Linked DNA regions of Oryctolagus cuniculus: all the other regions are linked to region 3. A link is a contact called in public Hi-C data. All regions are on one chromosome and are shown on one strand. Each heading gives the region's core, a stretch centred on a gene start, on an enhancer-like site or on the middle of the called end of the contact. The rest is flanking DNA. Distances are from core to core; before and after follow the strand shown.

What was found. Hi-C and Micro-C count contacts between places; a contact is called where the count stands out from the background.
Region 1: a Hi-C map of psoas muscle shows a contact between it and region 3, with 8 times the contacts expected there. The contact joins the promoter of MAML2 here to the enhancer-like site in region 3. A contact is called at or near these places in 3 of 6 Hi-C or Micro-C datasets (ear pinna, psoas muscle and an unstated tissue).
Region 2: a Hi-C map of an unstated tissue shows a contact between it and region 3, with 5 times the contacts expected there. The contact joins the promoter of JRKL here to the enhancer-like site in region 3. A contact is called at or near these places in 3 of 6 Hi-C or Micro-C datasets (ear pinna, embryonic fibroblasts and an unstated tissue).

The regions. Positions count from the first base shown.
Region 1 is chr1:87,788,273-87,792,383 of mOryCun1.1, reverse strand. MAML2 (mastermind like transcriptional coactivator 2) reads left to right here and starts at 1,622. Exons shown (of 5, transcript XM_002708435.5): 1 at 1,622-3,510. The coding sequence starts at 2,998.
Region 2 is chr1:87,842,316-87,846,262 of mOryCun1.1, reverse strand. JRKL (JRK like) reads right to left here and starts at 2,233. Exons shown (of 1, transcript XM_008262328.4): 1 at 1-2,233. The coding sequence starts at 1,574. CCDC82 (coiled-coil domain containing 82) reads left to right here and starts at 2,245. Exons shown (of 10, transcript XR_011390282.1): 1 at 2,245-2,364.
Region 3 is chr1:87,500,721-87,505,198 of mOryCun1.1, reverse strand. All of the region lies in intron 2 of MAML2 (mastermind like transcriptional coactivator 2), which reads left to right. Among named protein-coding and RNA genes, the nearest start is that of MTMR2, 140 kb to the right of the region's middle. Within about 2 kb of position 1,703, at least 1 of the 8 cell types and tissues checked has an H3K27ac peak or open chromatin away from gene starts, as enhancers often do.

The DNA.
Region 1 (4,111 bases), core at 373-2,872, 290 kb before region 3:
AAGAAGATATTTAATGAACACAACTGTTAGCACATTGCGATAGTTCAAATTTTGCACGTATAGCAAGGAGATGTCTGTCTCTCTTCATGTGAGTAGTTACAACTTCAGAGCATATTGCAATGAAAAGTTACAAAGATACATTCCAACAGAGTCCACTTGTCCCTATTTCCCATCTAACATTCCAGAGGTGGTGAAAATAAAATGGACCAAAGTAGGCCAACCGATAGAGAACTGAAACTGTGTGCCTTGATTTTGCCCATTCATTTCCATCTGCACCCCAGTTTGAAGTGGGACCATCTTACTGCAATGCTAGAGTTGGTTTAAATTAATGGGGCTCTGTGGCATGGGACCTCAAATCCAAATGACTTCAAAGTTAGGATACTCAGAATATTTTTGGTTCTAGCTAGTCTAATACCATGCTCACCTGAATGTACTCTCCCTAACTAACAAGGACAAGTAGAATCCACTGTAAGTCTTGGTGTTTTAAAGATGGGAGAGGGCCAGATAATGATCTATGCAAGAGATCTGTGCGCTTTGTGTTATGAAACTGCTTGAACCAAGCAGCTGAATGATAATATTCCTCATACCTTTATTTTGGCTTGTCACAGTCAACTTGCCTTTTCAAATAAAAACCTTTTTTTAAAAAGATTTTTTTATTTGAAAGGCAGAGTTACAGAGAGGTAGAGACAGAGAGAGAGGTCTTCCATCTGCTGGTTCACTCCCCAGATGGCCACAATGCCCAGAGCATGGCGAATATGAAGCCAGGAACCAGAAGCAGCTTATGGGCTTCCCACACAGGTGCAGGGGCCCAAGGACTTGGGCCATCTTCTGCTTTTCCCAGGCCATAGCAGAGAGCTGGATCAGAAGTGGAGCAGGCAGGACTTGAACTGGCACTGCCCACAGGGGATGTCGGCACAGCAGCAGCGGCTTTACCTGCTATGCCACAGCGCTGGCCCCAGAAAAATCTATTTTTTGTTTTTCCCTCCCTAGAACTGGTATTGCCGATTTCATCATCCTCAAAAGTTATTCATCCCTACTGATTTGCTTGTGATCACCCAGATGGGCTTCTGCAGAGACACGACCAAGGGCAGGCCGGTCCACCCCACACCTGCCCGCCCTTTAGGAAACAACAGTGTGGTTGCCCCTCCTCTCCGCGTGTCCCCCTCCCCCAAGGAAGCGCACAGCCAGGTCTTCCTTATTATATGAAATGAGCGCTTCCTCAGTGCTCTGCCAGCTCTCGCTAGGGTGCTCGGTGGTGTCATTCTCAGCATATTGAAAAATGAAAATGATATCCTCAGGGGGGCGTCACGTAGGTCTGAAAGGGAAAACACATTCCCTGAACGGGAATTCCTTAGACATTGAGGGCTGGCGAAGTAGTTGCGTGGAGGCTGGGGAATTTCCCCCGTGCCCCCACTCCTCCTTCCCCGAGCGTGAGGCGGAGCAGAGCGCCGGCTGCGCGAGTCGCAGGCTCCGGGATTTACCTCTTCAGCCACTGGGAGGCCCTCTGCGCTCCCCTTTCCCCGGTGCCGGGCGGCGATCGCTCCCTGGCGCAGTGGCACCCGCCTTCCACCAGGGAGCCTCGAGCGAGCGCTCCCGCCCTCCCCCCGCCCCCCGCCCCCCCATCTGCAGCTTGCTGGCTCGCTCTCTCTCCCTCTCTGTCTCACTCTCTCTCTTTCTCTCCCTCTCCTATCGGAGCACAATGAAAGCCTGTGTATCGCCGTGACTCCGGGCGGGAGCCAGTGTCAGCAAAGCGGCTAACAACAGACGAGAAAGAGAAAGGAATATACAAGCTACTTTTTTTGTGTTGTTTTTTTTTTTTTTTTCCACCTCTAAAGCGAAGCAATACAAGAGATAGAACCACATTGCTTATTGCGAGTCCAGACCCTCAGATCCACTGGCCGGGGATGGAATGTACAAAAGTGGACAGAAAAGTGGCTGGACATGACTCGGTGCAATTTGCTGGAAGTTTGTAAGTTGGACCATCGTTTGTAAATTACTCTCGGAAGAGTTTGTCTCTCTTGATACTGTGTTAGAATAGAGCTGGGGGTGAGGAATAGAAACCTAAGTGGGAAAGGAAAAAAAAATGTGTTGGAGGATCTCACTCAGTGGCTTGCCACTTCAGATTGCTTTGCTTTAAGGCTGGGAAACCTTAGAGGGAATGAGGATTTTACCGGTGATTGGATTAGCTGGAGAAAAACCATGGTCCAAAAGTCCAATTACTGACATTGTTAACAATTGAAAAGCTGTCTCCCGCTTTGGGGAGAAGACACCATCCTCCAGGACCCCCAAAGAGGAGCGTGCACCGGAGCAGAGGGAAAGGGAGAAAAACTAAAGCCCAAAAGACAAGGCTCGCTTGATTTGTTTGCACATTTTGAACCCTCAGAAGCCTTCTGAAACAGCACTGTTTTGTTCTGGTTTTTATTTTTTTCTTCACCCTAAGAAAAAGAAGAGGCTGCCAGTTACACAGAGTAGGGTAGAAACGTGTTTCTCTATGGAAACATCCCCATAAAGCATTCTCAGAAACAATTAGGGGAGGGGGGAACCAGCTCACCCTCTATTAATACCTCGCTCTGTTCCTTTCGCTGTCGGCTTCTGTCTCTGCCTTGACCATCCCTGAGTTCTTGCTCGAACCCCCAAATCGTGTGTTTACAAAGTACCTGGTGGCGCTTGTCAGCTCCGTCGGGGGAGGGGGGCAAAAAAAAAAAAAATCCAACTCTTTCCAACTTCTCCAGAACTGTCAGCCGCAATTAGAGTAAGTTGATCGGGGCTGGTTTCCAACTTACCCTCCCCAGCTGGTTTCTGTTCTTTCTCCCTCCCCTCTTTTGACTAACTCCCTTCCCCCACATCTTCGCCACTGCTCCCCCCCACCCCAACCCCTGAAGACCTCTATTCATGTGGCCCTGAACACTGAGCTCACACTGACAAAATCAGATTTGCCTGCCATAGTCAGCGGTAGCCCCTTTCCTCCTCACCATCCCAAGCCTTGTGTACAGTAAGATGGGGGACACAGCGCCCCCGCAGGCCCCCGCAGGAGGGCTAGGGGGGGCCTCTGGGGCGGGGCTCCTTGGAGGGGGCTCAGTCACCCCGAGAGTGCACAGTGCTATCGTGGAGCGCCTCCGGGCTCGGATCGCCGTCTGCCGCCAGCACCACTTGAGCTGCGAAGGACGCTATGAGCGTGGTAGGGCTGAGAGTTCGGATCGCGAGAGGGAGAGCACCTTGCAGCTCCTGAGCCTCGTCCAGCACGGCCAAGGGGCAAGGAAGGCTGGCAAGCACTCCAAGGCCACGACCACCGCTGCCACCACTGCGGCCGCTGCGCCGCCCTCCGCCGCCCCACCTACAGCCTCCCAAGCAGCAGCCACAGCAGCCCCGCCACCCCCACCAGACTACCACCATCACCACCAACAGCACCTGCTGAACAGTAGCACCAGTGGTGGCGGTGGTGGGATAAACGGAGAGCAGCAGCCGCCAGCCTCGGCCTCGGGGGACCAGAGGAACTCGGCCCTGATTGCGGTAAGGCACCTGGTTTTCTCATGATTCTGGTCTGTGGTCGCGTGGCCTTTGGCGAAGGTAGAGGTCGCCTTGGCCCGATGTAAAATGGACAGCGTTGACAAAGGCCAAGGCGTCACCTGACTGCTTCAGGAGCCATTGGGTGTGTTGTTTGTGTGGTTTAAACTCTTACTCATCAAGTTCCGTTGGTGCTCATTCATGGGTTTTCCTCTACTTGTAGGGTGTTCCTTAACTGATTAAAAAAAAATTCTGAGTTTTCCAAAGGCAAAATGGCGTCCACAACTTGTTAAAACAAACAAAAAGCAAAACAAGAGGCTACAGCAGGCCAGATCCAATTGAATGCGGGAGACCCCGCTGTCCGGAGGATCCTCCAGCCTCAGCCAGTTAGCTCTGATGAGGCCCCAGAAGCGTCTATCAGCCCAGCTGAACTTTGCTAAGGCCCTTTCCTTCTTGCCCAGTTTTCCTGCTCCCTTTGAAGTGGTCCCTTCTTGGGTTAAGAGACCCTGAACAACTCTGGAACAAACTCCGCAAGTATCCCCTATTTAAAAATAGAAGTTGGAGAAAATGTCCCAAAGATAGAGGAAGGAGGGGATGTTTCTTTGGA
Region 2 (3,947 bases), core at 984-3,483, 340 kb before region 3:
TACTGACTTGAGTTTGTCATCTTCTGTTTATTTCTGATGGTGGCTCGAAGTTTACGTATTACCAGTTTATCAGGTAGAATCATATCACCTTGTTGTTCTAGGTAATCCAACAAATTTTCAGTCCATTGGAGGGCAGCTGTATGATTAACATGCTTCTCTGGGATCAGTTCTATTTCCTCCTCCTCATTTTCACTAGATTCTTCTGTTTGGCCTTGTGCTCTTCTGATGATTTCACTGTCAGTTAACACTTCATAGCCTGGTTCAGTACTGTCTATTTCAAACCATTTTTCAAGGTTCTCAGTTGTCATATTTTCCAAGCCTTTGGTGTGTTGTAAAATGGTGGCCACAGTAGCCACAGAAATATCTTGTTCATCAAAGTCCAAGCCTTCCTTCTCCTCTATGACAGGGAGAATCTGCTTCCACGCTCTGCTGATGCTAACTGGTTTTACTAAGTTCCATGCCATTGCTATTTCATAAAGTGCATCCAGCAGAGTTAGCTTCTTCCAGAACGACTTCAGGTCGTTGCCTTCTTCCAAGTTGTTCTGGAGAAGGCCTGCACGATAGTTTCTCTTCATTGTTGAGATGACCCCCTGATCTAAGGGCTGAATCAATGACGCCACATTAGGTGGTAAATATTTAGCAAATATTTGGCCATCGTCTGATCTCAAAACATTTTCATTTGGATGTGTTGGTGAATTATCCAACAAAAGCACAGCCTTTTCCTGCAATCCTTTGGATCTTAAGTACTCTCGAACTTGTGGAACAAAAATCTTGTCAAACCACTGTCGGAAAATGGAAAGATCCATCCATGCACCTTTTTGGCTGAAGTAAGAGACTGGCAGATTTAAGGTATCAGTCGACTTGAAGGAGCGAGGCTTCTTTGCTTTCCCCACAACACAAAGTTTAAGTTTGTGTAAACCCGTCGCATTGGCACAACACATGATGGTGACTCTTTCTTCAATTGATTTCTGTCCTGAGATGGCACCTTTACCTTTGATTACAGAAGTCCTGGAAGGTAGGCACTTCCAAAAGAGTCCAGTTTCATCTGCATTGTAGATTTGTTCAGGCTGCAAATTCTCTCGTTCAATAAAATCTCGAAAGTTGTTACAAAAATCTTCCACCGCAGTCTCATCTCCATTTAATCTTTCATTTCTAATGTTAATCTCTCTGATGCTGTGCCGCTGCTTAAAACGAGTTAACCAACCAGCAGAGGGGTTAAAATCACCATCCATTCCCAAAGCATAAAAGAAAAACTCTGCCCTTTTTGCACAAATTGGTCCAGATATGGGATTCCCTTTTGCTCTTTGCTGGTTGAACCACTCCAGCATTGCTTTGTCTAGTTCCTCATACATGGATGGCTTCATCGATTTCCTCTTGGCCAGAAGACTCGTGGAATCAGAACTGCTTGCATAAGTTATAATCTTTTCCTTATTTTTTCTTATATCTCGAACTGTTGTTTCACCAATGCCATAAATCACTGCCAGTTGTTTGGAAGAACCCCCGTCTTCAAGTTTCTTTATTATATCAAGTTTATCCTTAATGGTCAGCACCACACGCTTGCGTTTCCCTGACATTCTGAGGCTGATTCACCCACACTCACCCTGTAACAATCCACAAAATCCTTCCTTTTCTTCGACAGAGTCACTTTAACAAGTCTTACACAGTCTTTTACACCTCACCGGCAACGTGACGGCCCCGACCCCCTCCCCCGTGGGGGTCTCTTCTGGCTGGCAGGGGGCAGCAAAGGAAGAGGAAGTTTGGATAGGCCTTTAACTTAGACGGACAGCAAAGGAGGCCCTGGGTCACCGCGGATAATCCGGATTACAGACATGTGTCGGGTTACCCCGAAAGCCACGAGGAAGACTAGAAGAACCCCATCGTGGCTACGAATCTCCTTCACATCCAGACCCGGAGGAAAGTCCCGTCGGTAACCCTCGCCACACCCCAAAGTTAAGCAAAGAGCGGAAGAGCCGGAGTCGAGGACGGGCCCCCTTCCCCGGGGAGCGATTACGTTTGATTCCTGCCCTTGCAGACAGGCCCTCCCGCCGCGCAGGCCCGCTTTCCCGGGTCCGGCTGAGCCAGCACAGCCCTCCCGGTCCCGCACAGCCCGCCGGGCCCCGCTCCCACCTCAGTTGCAACCAGGACCCCGCAACTGCTCCCTGACTACCGCGCGGCAGCAGCTCCTCCCCCAGCGCACGCTCCCGGAAGACGCCCCCTCCCGCCGCCCGGCTCCTCCCCTCTCCCCACCCAGAGGCGGGACTTCCCTTAGTCCCCGGAAGGAGGAGGAGCGTCGTGTGTTATAAATGGATGCAGTGCGCGGAAGCGGAGATGGAGGCGGGGACCTAGGCGATGGAGTTTTGTAAGGTGAGGACGCGAGGGCGGGGCGAGGCCAGGTACAGGTGGCGACTCGCTCTGGCTCCTGCTGCTAATTGCTTATTAAAAGGGGCGGGGAAGCTGAGCCCCCAGGCAGGTCCGGCGAAAGATACCCGCGAGCGGTGTCGTGGTGGGCTGGACAGGGACCCTCAGCCCATTGCAACAGCATTTCTCTTCCTGCAGAACTGCGGAGCTGCCGAGGGAGGGGGTGACCTCGTGGGTGTCTGGCCTTCGCACACACTTGTTTGTTTTGCGGGTACACAGCCGCTTCTGGGCCTGGGGGCCTCTGGGCTCCGGTGCACGTCTTTGGGAGGTTGTATTCGCGGGTGCGTTTCCTGGCGACGGCGCCTCGCCCTGCTGTAGGCACAGTGACTGGCGAGTGGGCGGGCAGAAAGCCCTGGGCGCCTGCTCCCCCGCCTAACAGCCAGGTTTGTAAACGTGCGAGTGGCGCCCGTGCACTCTCCTCCGCCTGCCGCTCCTTCCTGCAGGATTGAGGGAATGAGCCGTTGTCGGTTTTACCTGCGGTGAAGAATGTCGTGGCTGGATCTCCCCTCAGAAACTGCGGACCTGGATTTTCAGTGGGGGCAGTTGGCTTTCCTTTCTTTATAGGTTTCTTATTTTCCTAGTTTCTGTTCCGTGTTGCGCTGTCGTTTTTTTCCAGCCAGTGGAAGGACTATAATCAATTTATTCACAGCGGTATAATAGGAATTTGAGTATACACATACAGAGGAGCCCTCTGATTGTCAACCATGCCGTCTTGTTTTGGGTGTCCCTCGTAAAATTTCATCAGATGTAAGCTCCTTGGGAGCGGAGACCATGTTTATTTTTTCTAGTAACGCCATAGCTCCAAGCATGTGCTGGCTTTGTGGTAGACATTCAGTGAATTATTTCTTTGGTTTATTAATGCCTCTCCAAACTGCTGTCTGGAAGAAAACATCAAGGGGGGGTGATGTTTTACAAATAAGAGGACATCTCTTCTAGTGGGATTTCAAAAACATGGTCTGGGGTTCCTCTGCCATTCAAATCTTGGAACTATAAACTACCACTTACCTTGGGCAAAGTAGGATATTTCTAGAATGGATTTTATGAGTGTTGAAAGGCCAACAGAGAATACACCAAAACACTGGAATAAAAGAAAAGCTTTGTTGTCGGTAGCTGACATGCTCTCTCTCCATGAGCTAGAGAGCAGCAGCCCATGGTTACATACTGTAGCCCTGTAGAGAGAAGCAAGTGGGAGCAACAGATTATGTTAGGGTAGGGGGTAGAACTAATACTCGTGAATGGGTCGTCTAAACATCACCTGACTTCTGGTAAACCAGGCCCAATTCCAGGAAACAGAAACCTATCTCCAAGAAACCCAGACTTGTCTTGCAAGAAGGCACCTAGGATAAGATGACATCAGTCTTGCCAATAAGTATGAATTAGCCTCAAACTCTAAAAGGGAATTCCTGATGAAAAATTGAGTGCCACTGTCAAATTACCTTTTAGTTGCATAAAGAACACAAAGAAAATGGATTTTGACTTTTCACCTAGTTTGTAAACAACATAGCTGTGTATGTGTGTTTTATGTGATA
Region 3 (4,478 bases), core at 454-2,953:
TATGTTGCCTTTCCCCTTACTGAGAATTTACTGAGGGTCCATAAATAAGCATGATGGGAAAAAGGAGGACTCGACAAAAGGCAGAATCGTCTGCCTTAATAGGTTTCCAGCAGCCTCTTCTAGGTGTAAAATCTAGCAGTGAAGGAAGGGAGGTTTCGTTGTATAGCATCCTGTTTGTCCTGAAATGTAAATGGAATCTATGAGAGTTTTGAAACAGATGCCATCTGCTGGATACTTTAGATACTGTAACCAAAACTAATGTGAACCGAAAATGTATGCAACAGTATACTTAATGAACAGACTGCTAATTTGAGTAAATACTACTTCCAGGCCCCAGATAGAGTACGATCCCCCTAACTTATTGTCCATAGTAAAAAAATATTTATAATTTATGCCTAACCAGAATTAAGTCATCTTTCCCTACTCGCAAGCAATGCTAGGTCCCCTAACTCTTCATTTAGCTGACAATCATGAGAACAAGCGCCAAATAAGTTGGCTCATCTGAGAAAGGATAATTTTTGCTAAGATGCATTTGGGAGCTCTAAAAATCAAAAACAGAGGTAATAGAAGAGAAAATGAAAAAGAGAGAAAGTGTGATAAAATAGGCTTATGTCATAATAAAGGAGAAAAATATCAAATTTAAACCATATGTAAGACATCAATGCATGGTAAATGTCTATTTCTCTAAGGGACACTTTTAGCAATTGATGTCTCTGTAACACCTCCCTAACTCCCCAAACTGCTTCCTGATTGGAGGAGCCCCTCCTTTCACCTCTTTAGGGAGTGTAAATTACAGTCATATCCTAGATAACTCTGTGGGTGCTAGATCTCAGCTTTGGCTTTTCCTTTCGCTGTCTGACCAGGTTGTTTCACATTTCTCTGAACCCAGTTTCCTCATTTGTTAAAGATTCCTTAGTGAATGTTACTCTCCTGGTGAGCTACTAAAAATGTGATGTGCAAATTAGTAGTATACCCACAAATAGCAGCCCCCCAAAATATCCCCATCTAGAGTTACAACTTAGAATTAGAACACGGATAAACAAGAGTCTGTGAGGAGAATGGATGTCCATATAGGATAGGTGGAAAAATATCCTAAGAAATGAGGAGTTCCCAAATTCCAGTCTGTATCTGACTAGGCTGTCCTACAGGGATATTCCAGAGAGGAAGCAGTGACAGACCCATGCGTTGCTATAAGGGTGTTCCTTTTCTTCCTCCCAATAGAGTATAAAACACTAAAACAAACTCCAGACATTTCTTCTGTGAAGAGCTCTCCGAACAAGGACACCCAGGTTAAAGGCCTCATCTCCATGTCTGACTCACAGATACACATGTATGGCTAAAAGGAGACATGGAGCAGACAAAATACCAAACAGATGAAGAGAGAAACAAAAGATGTTCCCAAACATATTAACTGTTCTCCCACATGCCTTGCTGGTATGTTAATGTCTCGCATCAGCCACTGCTAATGAGAATGTTGCCCCTTATTTCCCTTGTAGTATATAAATGGAGTAGCATTATGTAATCACCCTAATGAGGTAATAGAAACATAAGTACACAGGAAAATTTGATAGGGTTTTCTCCTAATTCATCCTCTGCTGTGTTGGTCACCGCCCCCCCCCCCATCCCATTAGCCCTCCCTCTCTCCCTTCAAACTCCGCTAAAATTGGCTAAGTCTCCAGTCCCAAAGGACATATTGTTGGCTATTATTTATAATCAGTCTCTCTCCTCTTGGCAGGATATGGAACAGCTGCTGGTCTATTCTCTGCCACAAAGACCAACTTCCTTCTTTTGCCCTGAATCATTGGAAGAAAGTTGAGGAGGAGCGATTTATAGTTGTGTTACAGCACCTCTGTTTTCCTTTATGTTTATTTATATTGCTGCCATTTCTGTGGGGATTGCAGATAATCAAGATCACTCTAGTATAGAATTTTCATTTGGGGAGGCTCTAGTGGCATTTGACAGCATTTTTCTTCATTGAGTCAGATATTGTAGGACTCCAGGCTAGAGGAAGTGGTGAACATTTCTTCTGTGAGATTGTGAGAATCACTGCTCTTTTTTTTTTTTTTTTTTAATGAACTGATGAATGTGTTCTATGTTACATGAACAATAAATGACTTTGAATTTCTCAGGGAAGACACCTTGTCTTCCAGCAACTTTTTTGGTTCTTAAGACTTAGCACAATACTTGCTCAGTCAGTGTTTGGTGAATGAACTAAGTGGAGTGCAGAAAGGAGTTCAGTTTTGTTTTCTTTTTTCTGTTAGCTATCAAATATGCATTTCTTACCCCCAATCCGAGGCCAGTCAAGCCTCATTGTCTGCGGTGAGTCCTTCTTCTGAGATCTTTGGCTTTGGTTAGATTATTTTTGACTCTAGAATTTTTTCCGAGGCAAAGGAGCAAGGAACTCATTGTTCCACAATCTGACCTCCAGCAAAATAGTGAATAGGAGCTGGAGCTTCAAAGAGAGAGACCCAAGCAGCTGAAAGTAGGTATGGAGAGTAATTCTCTGTTCTTCTAGGGCTTGAGGGAAACTTGCAAAGTGTAAAATTGGTCTAAGGCTCTAGACCCAGAGATGATCTAAACGGTTTTGACTCCAGGTCATCAATGTGACATGAGACAAGACAGTCTCTGATTGACAGTAAGGAGTCACAGTCCAACATTCACGTATCTCACTCTGACAAGTGTTTGCAACCAAGATAGGTTGGCTGCTGGGCAAGGCCATCTTTAGTAAAGACTGGGCAGGAGCAGAATGGAGTAGTTAAGTGTGGTAAACAGGAGATTAACTCCTAACTCCCTTATGGATTTCTGTACTAACCTATCTTGGAAACCTGTAATAAGGGCTAATTTCCTCCGTGGCTGACACAAACTCCTTCCTAGAGGAGTAAAAATTGGAGATCTGACAGTTTCCATGTGGTAAGTGCCACTTGCTAAGGATTCTTAAGGCATTTTCAAATTTCCGAGTTTGTGTTCCTAAATGTGTCAAACATATCATGATGGATCCATTCCCTATATTTCCTCTAATACCTCCATAGCCCACCCGGTGAACACTTAACAAATGTTCTTGACCAATACACAAAGAATGTATATGATTGAAAAAATACCAGGGGCTAGAGCCACTAAGATCTCAGCTTTTCCAATAGTTTTCAGTATTTTGCAAGCTATGTGGGAAGAAAGAATAATAAGAGCTGTGGTTTATTGAGAGCTCATTGCATGACAAGCACAGTTCTGGTCACTTTACACACATTGTTTTATTTCATCTCAGAATCTGGTTTCTAAAAGGAATCACTGGAGACGTAAAATGCCACAGTCTCACTTCTGCCTACTTGTGAGTCAGGCCCGTCATCACTGGAAAAGGAAACTCATTGAGTTGGAGAGTAGCTCAAGTCTTCTCTGTGAAAGGAAAAGTACAGGACTGATATGCAGTTAGATGCAGGTAAACTTTGTTCTTTTTCTGCCCTTTGCCTAGCTCCTGGGTTCTACTGATACCTCTGGAGTAGTTGCTTGTTAACTCATATTTTAACAGGTGGGCTTTCCAACATTGAGGGAGATGGGAAAGTGGAGGCAGAAGTGTCTCTGTATAAATTGCTGAAAGAAGTTCTTGGAATGAAGCTCTGTGAAGGTGCACGTCATGCTAAAGGGCATGTGATCTGGAACCAGACTGCCTGAGTTCAGTATAGCTTTGATGCAGTCCTGTGTCTCAATGTTATTGTCTGTAAGATGTGTAGATTAATGCTTAACTCATATAACTCTTGTTAAGGACATGTACCATGCTTAACATAGTACCTAATATTTAATAAATATTGACAACTTTATTCATCATTATTCCAAATAATCCATATATATTTCTTTTCCTCCCACAGATATATGATCTAATTAAGAGAAAGGATCTTATATATTTTGTTATCTAGGACAATTACTGGCAGGCTACAGATTATAATTAATGTTGGATGGGTGAATGGATGGATAGATGGGTAGGTGGATAGATGATAGATAGATAGACAGACAGAATTTATATAAAGATACTACAAAAGAGCTCATTATTTTCAGATCTCTTCCCAGAAAGTCATGCCTCACATTGTACCCAAAGGGAATTATGATGACACTAAACCAACCTGCAACATCTAGCAAGGGGTTTGTCGGGTTCCACTAGACATTTAGACTCGCAGGACAGTAACACAGCACCATTGGGCTCAGAAGGATGTGGGATAGCAACTAGCACTTGCCAACAGGGAAACCTCCAGCACCCTTAGAGTTCTGAAACCTCAGGTGCCAGATGATGAGGTCCACACTGGACTGCTGAAGGAAGTGTCTTTGCTTGAGAGTCTTATGTCCCCAAGGGTCAGTAACTCATGTAGCAACTTCAAAGCCATGGCTTACCATGTCTGTTCAAGGACTATAGTTATAAAAATTGCTCCATTCAGGAAAGTCTGTATCATGACATCCCCATCAGGTATTTATAGTTCATTAATAGTTCTTCCCAG